2 separate regions of the Sus scrofa genome follow, and region 2 is linked to region 1. Evidence: chromatin contacts called from public HiChIP or PLAC-seq data. All regions are on one chromosome and are shown on one strand. Each heading gives the region's core, a stretch centred on a gene start, on an enhancer-like site or on the middle of the called end of the contact. The rest is flanking DNA. Distances are from core to core; before and after follow the strand shown. Region 1 overlaps SLC9A9 (sodium/hydrogen exchanger 9). Region 2 overlaps SLC9A9 (sodium/hydrogen exchanger 9).

Evidence for each region. HiChIP or PLAC-seq counts read pairs in DNA pulled down with a chosen protein or histone mark.
Region 2: an H3K27ac HiChIP or PLAC-seq map of alveolar macrophages shows a contact between it and region 1. The contact joins two enhancer-like sites. A contact is called at or near these places in 2 of 47 Hi-C or Micro-C datasets (both in embryonic fibroblasts) and 1 of 2 datasets of contacts at active chromatin or transcription factors (alveolar macrophages).

What each region holds. Positions count from the first base shown.
Region 1 is chr13:84,002,490-84,005,488 of Sscrofa11.1, reverse strand. The region is part of intron 17 of SLC9A9 (sodium/hydrogen exchanger 9); the gene reads left to right. Among named protein-coding and RNA genes, the nearest start is that of CHST2, 190 kb to the right of the region's middle. Within about 2 kb of position 1,723, at least 15 of the 83 cell types and tissues checked have an H3K27ac peak or open chromatin away from gene starts, as enhancers often do. A contact at or near this core is called in alveolar macrophages, where this site is marked.
Region 2 is chr13:84,434,835-84,437,695 of Sscrofa11.1, reverse strand. All of the region lies in intron 7 of SLC9A9 (sodium/hydrogen exchanger 9), which reads left to right. Among named protein-coding and RNA genes, the nearest start is that of C13H3orf58, 200 kb to the left of the region's middle. Within about 2 kb of position 1,380, at least 10 of the 83 cell types and tissues checked have an H3K27ac peak or open chromatin away from gene starts, as enhancers often do. A contact at or near this core is called in alveolar macrophages, where this site is marked.

The DNA of each region.
Region 1 (2,999 bases), core at 474-2,973:
TATCAGTTCTGTCTACTTGAAACCAAGTTCTTGCCTGAGGCCTAAATGACACCAAGATGAAGCCAAGTGTAAACAAGGTATAAACATCTCCTCTAATCCCAAACTGCCTCCCTTGTAGAATTCCAGATAATAAAGAGACTTAGGGTTCCTCTCTCAGTTTCATGTCTTAGACTAGGGGTTCACTTTCTCACCACTGGAGGTAATGAAGGCACTTCCCAGGCATGACTGTTAAGGTGGGTGTTTCCTGGATGGCTCAGCCACCAGTGACTCAGAAATTGGATTTTCAAGGCTCTTTCTCATCTCTCTCCTCTCTGGCCTGTGCTTGATAGAAATCCACCTGTGCACAGGAGGCAACAAAAGGAAAAAAACACTGAAGACATTCCCTTTTGTTTTCATGAATTTATGAATTTATGTTGAAGTCACAAGCCAAAACCAGTGGCCACCGTTCCAGTGGCCACTAAGAATCGACCATAGTTGCTGTCTTCCCACAAAGAACTAAGGGACTTCTAAGTCCCCTTTCTCCCAATTGCCCTCTTTCCCTCTTTCAGCTGACGATATAAATATTTTCTGGAAATCAGTGCCAATAAATGCCCAGTGGAGTATTTTTGGTTTGGCTCTCTAAAGACGAACCCTGTATGAATAGTCTTTCTGTTAAGAAATGAAGCAGCTAGATTTTTAAAAGTACCTCTTTAGGGGCCCAAGGGGCATTATCTGAACTGGCCTGAATCTAGTCTTTTTTGACTTTTGAGGGAGGTGAGATGGGTATAGCAAGTTCTGTAAGGGAAATTTCAGAGGTCACTCGGACTTCCAGGTTTAGCACAACAAAAAATGGGGTCGAAAACTGGTTCTGCCATTAACTGTGAGGCATGGAGCAGGTCATTTATAAATACCCCTTTGAGGCTGAGTTTGCTCATATATAAAAAACCAGTAACAGGATTTACTGTGGTGGCGCAGTGGAAATGAATCCGACTAGGTACCACAAGGTTGCAGGTTCGATCCCTGGCCTTCCTCAGTGGGTTAAGGATCTGGCATTGTTGTGAGCTGTGGTGTAGGTCACAGACGTGGTTCGGATCTGGTGTTGCAATGGCCGTGGCATAGGTCAGCAGCTATAGCTCCGATTAGACCCCTAGCCTGTGAACCTCCATATGCTGTGGGTGCGGCCCTAAAAAGCAAAAAATAAATAAAAATAAAAAATAATAACAAATAAAAAACCAATGACAATATCTTTTCAAAGTAAGGTATGCAAATCTCACATCTCACCTGAGATTAAAACCAGACACTCTTTCTTTCCTGTAAAGTGACATCTGGTTCTGAGCCTGACATTCATGTTCCTTCATGACCTGGTCCTTCCTACTTGCTCTAACCTCATTGCCACCACTGGGCTGCCTCTTAACCGCTTTTCACACAAACGCTCCAGCAACACTGACAGTCATACTGTTTCCCACCTCTGCTCCTTTGCACACACGATTCCTGTGCCAAAGCCATTCTCTCCCCTTATTCCACCTTCCCCCACCCACCCCAAAACCACCTGGAACAGGGAAAACATTTGCTCATCATTGAAATCTCAATTCAAATATCACTTTCGATGAGCAGCTTTTCCCAAACACCTCTCTACACACAGCCCTCCCACACCACACACGGGCTTCTCTGTAGAATCTCTGGCTCTGAGACACAAGTCTTGCTTTAGTCTACCTGCACTTTGCTCTAAGTCATCTGCCCAAGACCCCATGGGCTCCCTTTTCCAACTTGCACAAAGGCTGCAGATAGGCTGGCAGTGGCCCTGGAGGAAGAAGGGTCTGTGGGGACAGGAAGTCAGCTTAAGAGTCCATGTGTCACTGGCGGAAATGCCTGGGAGTCAGGAGGGGAAATGCCTGGAGCTGGAGTAGAGGCTCTGCTGGGAGGGGGAGGGGCAGGATGTGGCGGCTGGAAAGGGAGGGCAGGGAGTGCTGCCAGGAGTCGTGGTCTTGGTAGTGGCTGTCTGGGGCTTAACTAAGGTGGATTTGTAAGGTGGGAGGGACTGAGAGGATAACGGAGAACAAAGAGGATTATGTAATTTAAAAATATCCAACTCCAGAAAACAGGATGAACCCTGACAGTGACCCACTTCACTTGCATCGTTTTGGCTTTTCCCTCCAATTCTGCCTCATTCAGACCTGAACCACTCCTGTCTGTCCTCAGCCAGGGGACCTATTGTCCAGGCCCCTGGGTGGGTCTGTCCCCATGACAACTCTCCCTCTCCCCACCTCCTTCTTCCTGCCTTTACTCCCTTCCTCCATTTTCAACTTCCCTCAGTCCCTCATCAGTCACTGCTTTAGTCTTTCTCTCTGGTCATGTTCCCCTTTTTTTATGGCTGTTTCAGGGGCCCTCTCCTCCTTCCTGACCCACACAAACCTCACTCAGGTCTTCTGGCTTTTTCTGCATCTCCTTATTGGTTTTTTCAGCCTTTCACTTGATATCCTTTCAATATTTATTGGCATCAACACTTTATTTTTATCTACTTTTTCCCTTCAGTATTGTTTCCCTTCTGGAAAATGTTGGCTCCTCTGTGCTGCTGATGTTACTTCTTTCTGCCTCTTCATTTGTTGGACTGGCTCTCTTAAGCACCTACTACGTTCTGGGCAGTGTGCTAAGTGCTAAGGAAACAAAGCTGTATGAGCCCGTTTTATACGCTGAAGTGTTAGGCAATCATCCAGAAGAAGTGTGGGCTTGGGACCAAGTGGACCATTGGAAAGTCGTGGGACATTTCCATTGGGGCGTGCAGTGGTGGGGCAGCGTCAAGAAAAAGACTGACCCTGCCAAGCCTGTGAAACCACAGCTTTTTAAAAAACCATTTCCGCCCTCTTGCTGATTTCGCTGAATCTCTGGGGTGTGTTAAGCCTAAACTTTGTTTGACTAGAACAGAAAGCAACTGGTACCCTTGAGAGAGAAAGAAAACTATAGTTTAAATGGGCCAGGTTTTCAAGACTCACAACGTATACATTTTTTGCATAAAAGTCCAG
Region 2 (2,861 bases), core at 131-2,630, 430 kb before region 1:
GGGCAGTAATGTCTCTCTTAATGTTTCCAGTCACAGCTCTGATCTGACAATTTTCCGAAAACTAGACTTTGGAACAACCAGTCAGCTTGCTAATTAGCACTTCACAATAGTGGTCAGAACTCTTCTTTTGAAGTGAAAAGGCCTTTTGAAGTATTTAATTAGTAGGGTTTAAGAGCTACAGTTCCTTTCAGAACCTGCTTCCACTTCAGGTAACAACAAGGTGGAGAGAAAATTCAGAAACAACCATGGAGTCCTTGGGCTTATAGAATAAACTACACATGACTCAACTTGGAATTTGAAGCCCTTCCACCTAGAACCTTTCTTCTCAAATATCTATATTTGATTATACTGTCTTTTAATCCATAAGTTTGAGTATACCAGAAATAAATTTTCCTTGACTCTCTTTCCTATTACTAAAATGGGTTTCTGTTTTGAGGCTTTAATATCCTGTCTGGGTGGCTGACTGCATCTCTCTCAGGGATCATGTCCAAGGAGACTATGGAACACCAGGGTATCAGGGGTAAGGGGCCTCCTGGATGTTATCTGGGCAATTAGCATTCACAGAGACACCATAGGCCGGACTTCAGGATATACATTTCACCTGTATATCTTACGTGTCTTGGCAGCAAAGTCTCACCAAGGCTGCCAGCAGCCTGAATCTTGTGTGTGCCATTCTGGGATTCATGTGAAGCATTCTGCTGCCTCCCCAACACACACACACACACACACACACACACACACACACACACACACACACACTCACACACACACACTCTCACACACACACACACACTCTCTTTCTCTCTCTCTCCCTCTCTCTCTCTCTCTCTCTCTCTCTCTCTCTCTCTCTCTCTCTCTCTCTCTCTGGGGATCCTCTGAAGCAGCCTTGGACCCATATACTTATGCTGGAGGCTCAGCTATGTCTCAGCAGCCCGTCTGGCTCTCCTCGAGCACTTCCTCTTCTATTTTTGCTGCCCAGACTGGATGGAAGTCTGGAAAGGAGGTTGCTTCTTCCTGTCTACTAATTTAGGAAAGGGATGTGGTCATTTCTCCACCCTCTGGTAAGTGAAGAGAGAAGTTGAAGTCTTCTACTGGTTGCAGAAAAGTGATGACAATAGCAGAAAAGAGTCTGAGTAGTTTCTGCTACTTTCGCAGCCAAAAACATGACAAGGAATGGCAATCAGAATAGAAAAGAAATCATAATGTCTTATTAACTAAGTCCATCCCAATGTCAATAAAATTCCTGTTATAATTAAGGAGTTTCCTGGGTTTTCAATCACAAGTTAGCCTGAAATGGGACAGTTCATTGTAGAGGATAAATTTCCATTCAGTCTCTTTATTCTCAAGCTTGAGATGTCAGCCTTTCCCCCATGGTACCTAACTCTCCGTAGGGTCAGGGTGTCTGTCAGTGTGTACATGTATGTAACTAATAAGGATAGTGGTAATATGAAAAGGCAATCTAGTCACTGCTTCACTTCCCTTCTCTGGTACACACCATGCACCATATGTGATTGAATCAGAGTACCACCCATGTCATAAGAAGAAAATAAATATCATAAAAAATACCTCTTCCTTCGAGTTCCCATCGTGGCTCAGTGGTTAACGAATCTGACTAGGAACCATGAGGTTGCAGGTTTGATCCCTGGCCTAGCTCAGTGGGTTAAGGATCTGGCATTGCTGTGAGCTGTGGTGTAGGTTGCAGACATGGCTCAGATCCCGTGTTGCTGTGGCTCTGGTGTAGGCCCAGCAGCTACAGCTCCGTTTAGACCCCTAACCCGGGAACCTCCATATGCTGAGGGAAGCGGCCCTAGAAAAGGCAAAAAGACAAAAACAAAACAAAACAAACAAACAAAAAACCTCCTCCTTAACATGGTTGAAACTCAGTGGACATTGGTTCTATATAGAGAATACTGCTTTCTTGTTCCCCACAGGTACTCTCAGCCATTATAATTCAGGCCTGGTATGAGATTCCCTTGCCTCTTTGCATTGTTGTGATGTATGGACTATTTGTGTCTCCCTCCCAAAATTCATATGTTGAAGCCTTATCATGTGGGTCCATGGTATTCTGAAGGACCTACCTCCAGATACCATACCAAATGATGGTATCTGGAGGTGGATCTTTTAGGAGATAATTAAATTTAGAAGATGACATAAAGATAGGATCCAGTGATAGGATTAGCGTCCTTAGAAGAAGAAGAGAGACCAGTGCTTGTTCTCTCTCTGCCAATATGAGGACACAGTGAGAAAGCAACCATCTGCAAGCCAAGAAGAGGGCTCTCACCAGGAGTGGAATCTACCAGCATCTTGATCTTGGATGCCCCAGTCTCTAGAACTATGAGAAATAAATGTCTGTTGCTTAAGCAACCCAGTGTATTGTATTTTGTTATAGAGGTTCAAGCTGGAATATTACATAATGTGTGCTTGGAATCAGGGCTCCAGGTGGAACATAATGGGTGAGGCCTTTTCCATTCTATAGACCTTTTGATCTGATCTTTGCCATTTTGATAGGTAAAAATATTAACATTTCTCATTGTGAATAGGGCTGAGCATCTTTAAATTTGTTTAAGATCCGGAGTTCCCGTCGTGGCGCAGTGGTTAATGAATCCGACTAGGAACCATGAGGTTGCGGGTTCGGTCCCTGCCCTTGCTCAGTGGGTTAACGATCCAGCGTTGCCGTGAGCTGTGGTGTAGGTCGCAGACGCAGCTCGGATCTTGCATTGCTGTGGCTCTCTGGCATAGGCTGGTGGCTATAGCTCTGATTCGACCCCTAGCCTGGGAACCTCCATATGCCGCGGGATTGGCTTAAGAAAAAAAAAAAAACACAAAAAGACAAAGAAAAAAAAATTTGTTTGAGATCCATT